Regions from separate parts of the Anas platyrhynchos genome. Here region 1 is linked to region 2. The links are chromatin contacts, called in public Hi-C maps. All regions are on one chromosome and are shown on one strand. Each heading gives the region's core, a stretch centred on a gene start, on an enhancer-like site or on the middle of the called end of the contact. The rest is flanking DNA. Distances are from core to core; before and after follow the strand shown. Region 1 overlaps CUBN (cubilin). Region 2 overlaps CUBN (cubilin).

The links. Hi-C and Micro-C count contacts between places; a contact is called where the count stands out from the background.
Region 1: a Hi-C map of subcutaneous adipose tissue shows a contact between it and region 2, with 2.1 times the contacts expected there. The contact joins two enhancer-like sites. A contact is called at or near these places in 2 of 8 Hi-C or Micro-C datasets (skeletal muscle and subcutaneous adipose tissue).

Annotation. Positions count from the first base shown.
Region 1 is chr2:138,235,412-138,238,411 of IASCAAS_PekinDuck_T2T, reverse strand. All of the region lies in intron 29 of CUBN (cubilin), which reads left to right. Among named protein-coding and RNA genes, the nearest start is that of CUBN, 66 kb to the left of the region's middle. Within about 2 kb of position 1,426, at least 1 of the 8 cell types and tissues checked has an H3K27ac peak or open chromatin away from gene starts, as enhancers often do. A contact at or near this core is called in subcutaneous adipose tissue, where this site is marked.
Region 2 is chr2:138,175,206-138,178,645 of IASCAAS_PekinDuck_T2T, reverse strand. CUBN (cubilin) reads left to right here. Exons shown (of 67, transcript XM_005015103.6): 59 at 35-252. Among named protein-coding and RNA genes, the nearest start is that of RSU1, 18 kb to the right of the region's middle. Within about 2 kb of position 1,830, at least 3 of the 8 cell types and tissues checked have an H3K27ac peak or open chromatin away from gene starts, as enhancers often do. A contact at or near this core is called in subcutaneous adipose tissue, where this site is marked.

The DNA.
Region 1 (3,000 bases), core at 177-2,676, 60 kb before region 2:
TTCTGATGTATATTCATTCTTGTAAAGTGTAGCCAGTCTCCCTTTCCTTCCCTTTGACATTGCTTCCTAAACAAGCTGTCCCTTTCATGTCACTATCCCTTTCCTACCATATGTTTCACTAAGACAAGTTACTAAAAAATAAAAGTGTAGGAAATCCTCAATTCTGCATACTCAAGAGCTTGAAAGGTTCCCCTAAGCGTCCTTCTTGCCTCTTTCATGAAACAGTAGCAGTCTGTCTTTCTCTCTTCCCTGCCAGATTCCACTCCTTTCACAAACATTTAGAAGCAATTTTAAAGTTGTTTTTAACTGTTTTCTAGAAATGTTTTATAGAAATAGAAGCCATCATTTTGGATGCAATGAAAGAGTTAAAAATATTTTTAAGAGCTTCTATTGAAAACACATACAGAGAAAAATGACCATATGTTGTTAAATTACCACATATGACCATGTTGTTAAATTATGATATCTTTTTCTTAATATTTACCAGGTTTTTGTAAACTATAAATATATGCTGACACAGCAAGATGTAGCAGTGAGCTGAAAAAGAAAGAACCCACTAGGACCAGGAAGAATGGTCTCAAACTAAAAGAGGATAGATTTAGACTAGACATTAGGAAGAAATTCTTCACTGTAACAGTAGGGAGGCACTGGAACAGGTTGCCCAGAGAGATTTTGGATGCCCCATCCCTGAATGTGTTCAAGGCCCGGCTGGATGGGGCTTTGGGCAACCTGGTCTAGTGGGTGGCATCCCTGCCCATGGCAGGGGGTTGGAGTTAGATGATCCTTAAGGTCCTGTCCAACCCAAGCCATTCTCTGATTCTATGAACCCTGTAAACCTATTGCACTTCCAGATCTTTAACAGGTGCTTTGGTCTTCTCATTTCTCCTCATAAAGAACCAAGTATTAACATAAGTTGATTTTCTGTCAAAGCTGGGCTTTCTCTTTGCTGGCAGTTATATCTGAACAAGGATCAGTTTTACTCCCAGAAAATCTGTGTCATGAGGGTGACCAACCACATAAAAACAGCCTTCTGTTGCTCATAACACTGGAATGCTGACTGTTAACAGTAAATGGAGCTAACGGGGCAGAAGTAAATGATAAGAACAGATTAAAACCATGGGCTTTATGACAATGTCCTGCATTCCTGCTATGCCATCCAACTTTATTTTATCTCTGGATCAGTTGCTGTGATCAAACTAAATGTTTTTATTTTTATTTTCATTTTTATCTGTTTGCAGCTCAGATATCCTGTGACTCTTTGTGAACCACACCCTGGAATTCATTCTTTCCATCAATCCTCTTTTCCCTCTTTTTTTTTTTTTTTTTCCTTTTTTTTTGTCATGTGGTAACTGTTGGTTTTCCTCTTTGTAGCCAAAAGTAACATTTTATTGTTTTTTGTCATGGAAACACTCAAAATTGTTTTTGCTCCAGCCCTTGTGAAACCATCTGATTAATCGAACCAGCATAAGGGAGTAAAGAAATATGCTCCGAAGTGTAAGGAACATGCCTTTGACTAGTGCTCTTTATTTTGAAATTGTGCAGAAAGCTGTTGCGGAACAGCTAACAATGTAAAGGAAACCCACAGAACTCAGATTCCCATCCGTATTTCCCCCCCATCCTAAATTCTCTTCTAACAGCCCAGTTTTATAAGTGTTCAGCTTGGCCCACGCTTGTTTCTGAGGTAATACCAGAAATCAGCAGGGTTTATGTCAGAGCTGGGTTTGGTCTCCTTGCCTCTGGTGTGCAGATGGCTGCAGGGAGCACCAGGGGTGATGGGAGAAGCTGGCCCATGATGCATATTAGATGCATATTAGAAAGTCCTGCTGTTTCCTCTACCACATAGCTTCTCTGGGCAGGTTTAGCTGATTAAGAACATGTGTTTCTGCTAGGTCCCATGCTGTTACTCTGACACAAAGAGATATACCACAAACGCATTTTAAAATTCACATTTTGTACAGACTTCTGACAAATGCAGTTGTCATTGGGCCTCACAAGCAACCTAGCAGTGACATTTTACTGAAGACACTGAGCTTCCAGCAGACAAGCATGCTTCTTTCCAGGACTGTGACTCCTTCCTTACAGTCTTAATCTGAGCTGTGGTTTCAGCTGTTCTGACTTCTGAATGCCTTGAGAGGATCAATAGGACAGAAGAGCCATTATCCATTCAAGCCATGCAGACTCCCTGCAGAAAGCAAAAAATTGCTGGTTTCAGTCAAAATTAAAATATTTAGGCTATTAAGCCTGTGTAATCAGCCACTAAAATAAAATACAGTTTCTGAACATCTAAGAGACCATGAAGAAATTAATTCCTTCTTCTGGGGGTGGAAGCTTGAGCTTCTAAGTGCCACATAACCCTGGTTTCAGTCAATATTTTTTTCCAGTTAAAATTTCTTTGTACTTCTAATGGCAGGCACTGTATGCAGCTAGTGTGCACACAATCAATGAAATTACATAGCAATGCACTACCCTTATCCCTGGAGATGGTGGGACTAGTTCAGCTATTTGTAAGTCTTGTTCAGTTATTTAGATTGGACAGAACACAAACTTCTTCCAAAGTTAAAAAGTTTCTGGCCAGAGCTTATTAAAATACTGAGTTTCCTCTCATCCAGAAGGGATCAGAGGTGAAAGGGACTTATAGAAGGCTGGTTCTTACAGCACTGTTGCTTTCTGAGAGAGATTAATGGATTGCTTTTTTGACCTTTTTCATGTTTGAGAGACTAAGAAAATATTGGTGCAGATTTAGGATGCTACTAAATCCAGCTACTAGTGGGAAAATCTTGATGGAATCTGTTGACCTGTCCTCCTATTCCCTAGTTTTGTTGTTAGAACTTGCCATTCTCTAGTTTATCTTTAGGATTTATTACATAATATATGCTGATACAAGCAGAGTATCTGTTATTGCTCTACCTATTGATAGTTCAGTTGCTGAAGGACAATAGCACACTCTTATTTGTCTCTATTTAACAATTTTCGTATATGAGGTTACTGTCAAGCTGTCTT
Region 2 (3,440 bases), core at 581-3,080:
AGTGTGATATCTAATGCTCCAACGTACTTTACAGATTCAACAGCTTCCAGCTTGAAATATCTCCCTCCTGCTACAAAGATTACGTGGCTGTATATGATGGCTCAGACACCCATGCTCCTCTTCTCGGGAAATTCTGTGGGTCAGAACTGCCTCCGAATATTAAGAGCTCCAGTAACAAATTGTTCCTGGTGTTTAACACGGACTTCTCTGGATCAGGCAGGGGATGGAAAGCATCGTTCAGGGAGACCTTAGGTAAGAATATTATCAGACTCATAACCCCAACAGTCTGCTGGTAAGTAATTTCCTTTGGTTGCTTTCAGCAGCTTTCAGCTGCTATGGTCTCACTCTCGCTAAAAGTGCTGGAAGCAGAAAAATGTTTCTGAGTAAAAGGCAAACACTGTGGGATCCCCTGCATTCCAGACTTGGTTCTGAACTGATTCATTTTACTTTTTGTTAGCTTTTTCCTGCCTTTTTGGAGGCACAAACATTTCTTGGGTGACTGAAGGCACCCAAAGTTATCTCTTTTGGTGAAAATCTGGCAATACTTGAGAACACTCATTCTTCAATGTTGAAAGGTTGGTTGTGTGCTATAAATGCCTCCTTTCCATCTATAAATGCCTCCTTTCCATCTATCCTTCATTTCCATTTCCTTGAAGCTCATCTCACAACTGTTTAATAATTAAACAGTTAAGATTAGTTAAGATTGGGGTTCCCCCCAGGCACCACTGTGCTGATCGCTGCTGATTTGGGAGATTGGTCAGGTTAGCTGGCCCCCAAGTAAATGGGATCATAGTGAGAAGGCACGGATGTTAAATGTTTTGAATGGACACAAGAGTGAGAGGCAAAGTTTGATTATTTCTCTATAAAAGGTTTAAGCCTACTGGTCTATTCTTAAGATCAAATTTTAAAAGGATTTTTTTACCTTCTTATAACAGCTGAATTGTTTAAGGATGATAAGCAACAAATTATTATTACATGTAAATTGATTTCATGTCATCACTTCTAGTTTCTTGTGTAATTAACTCAATGTTTTTGTGAAAAAGCATCTTTTAGAAAGAGGTAATTGTCTGGTTTAAAAAGCTGGCACTCAGACAGTTCAGAATGAAAGGCCTTTGTAGCAGGACAAACATAGTCTTCTGCTGAGTCATTGAATCCCCTCCCAACTCCTAGCTAGCGACTTTCTCATTTGATACAGTCTGAGAAAGTATTTACAGATAAGGAAAATAACTGGTTCTACAGTCTTTGCCAAAAAAAATATTCCCACAGAACTTCATGGTCGTTACTATTATTAACTCTTCTTTTGCTTGACTCAAAGAAGTTGCTACAATAATCTTTCAGACCACTCTTGTGGACTCTTATTTCAAGTTACATAGTGTTGCCTCATAGTGTTGCTGTCTATAAACCGTTAGGTATCAGTTGTCTCCACAGCCTGGCTTTGTGCTTCCAGGGTGACATCATAAGGAACTCTCCAAGCTCTTGCTCTTCCTGTTGGCACATTGTCAATTTTTTTAGCCACTGACTGCTGATTTATTTGCATTACTTGCCAGAGATTCTGCTTAAGCACAAAACAGAACACAAGCCAAGCTGTCCGAATCAATACCATTCATGATTATTTCCCTGAGTGAGGAAAAGACTTTTATTTGTAACCTCTGACACCTACCAGCCTAATTTTTGCAGGCTCTCAAGGAAAGGGAGGTTGTGATGTTGCAGGACTTACTCAGGAGCAATGGAGCTGCAAACTGGAAAAAAATAGCCATGTGGAGATGTGGGTTGTGTGACGAATAGTCCTTGGTGATGAGGTACTTAATGTTAGGTCTCTTCTCCTCTGTGGGAAGCAAGCCACAGGGACTAAACCACACAGCCTGTAGGAAAGATCCTGGCAGTCCCATGCTAATATGGGGTGGCCAAAAAGAAGAAAAGTATATTATAATAGGAAAAAATGAGTCACATTCCTATAAAAATGTGCAGTTTGATTTGTCTGAGAAACAGAGCCAGGAAAATTTGTGACACATCTTTGTACTATGAGGTCTGAGATTCTGCTTCAAATGAAAGCAAATAAAACCATGAAGATCGAAGAGCCTGTTGTTCTAAATGCTGCTTTAGAGGAGCTCCCTCATCTCTGTCAAAAGATAAAACCCGTGTGGTTTTGTCAGAGTACAAATGCAATCAGATGACAATTAATAATGATAAATCTCTTGGATAAGGAAGATGGTATCTGCAGAGAGAAAACAAGCCTCATTCTCTCTTGGATGACAATGAGCACATTATTCTGCAGTTACCCTAGGGAAGCACAACAGGATAACGTAATTATTGCACTCTGCTTAATGTTGTGAGTGACCCTGATTATGTATTGGAAAGATGCAAGCAGAAACAGTAAACCCATTTGTAGCAAACCGAACTATTTCCTTTCTTCGCAAACTCTTTCCAGTTTCTTTTGTGATCAGGCTTCTTTCAAGGATACTGCCAAAATCCAGGGCTAAGCGGTGTTCATCTCTTGCAGATTTTACTACTGGGGAGTCAATCTGATAGCCACTGCAGTGGGAGGAAAGACAGAAGATGAAACAGGAAACTCAAAGAATCCTAGCAAGACCTACAACCAGGCATTCAAAGAGTTAAACCCTGACATTTGTGTAGAAAAAAAATCCCAGCTTTAATTAAAGCAGTATGTTTGCACCACTGCTCCTTCACCCACTAGAATATTGAAGGCCCCCCACTAGTCAGAAAAGGGAAACTAACAGAAAGTATGAAATCGTATTAATTTGGCTGTGTGGCAATATATCGCCTTTTCTCTCATACCAATATACTTTCACCATGCCACTCCATATGCTGTGCAATGTATTGCTGAATGCACATTGCACAACCAGCACTCTTTGCCATAAGTGACTCTGTGACATGGGGCATTTGATGCTGGGGGCTATATGGCCGTCAGTGCAATTTTAGGGGTCTGTAGTCATAGAATCATAGTTTTCACCTTCCCTGCTGCTAAGTTCGGATGCTTACCAGCCTCACTTTTTGAATCACTGGACGTGCTCTCCAGCTGAACTGGTGAACTGGGCTGACTGGAGGATCCCAGCCTGCTGCCAGTGTTAGATTTGTGAAAGGAAAGGCTCCTTCTCTTACCACTGACCTTTTTTCTGCCTTTGTTTACAGTCTGTAAAAGGAGAATTATACCTCCTTTCTACCGTGAGCGTGTGCTCCTCCAGGCAATCAATATAAGGATAAAAAGAGATAAATCAATACCAGCTCAAGGCATTTGGTTACATGAGATGTCTCTGTGAAGGAAGAAGAGCTAAGATCTCTCCCCGAAGGACAAGGTCTGCGTGTACGGAGCTTGTGACTTGGCCAAAGATCTCCTGATTATTCTGATTATTTCTCCAGCTCTGAGGGGAGACCTGATCTTTTCAGCTAACCTTGGCTGGCAGGGTCAGAGCCTGCACATA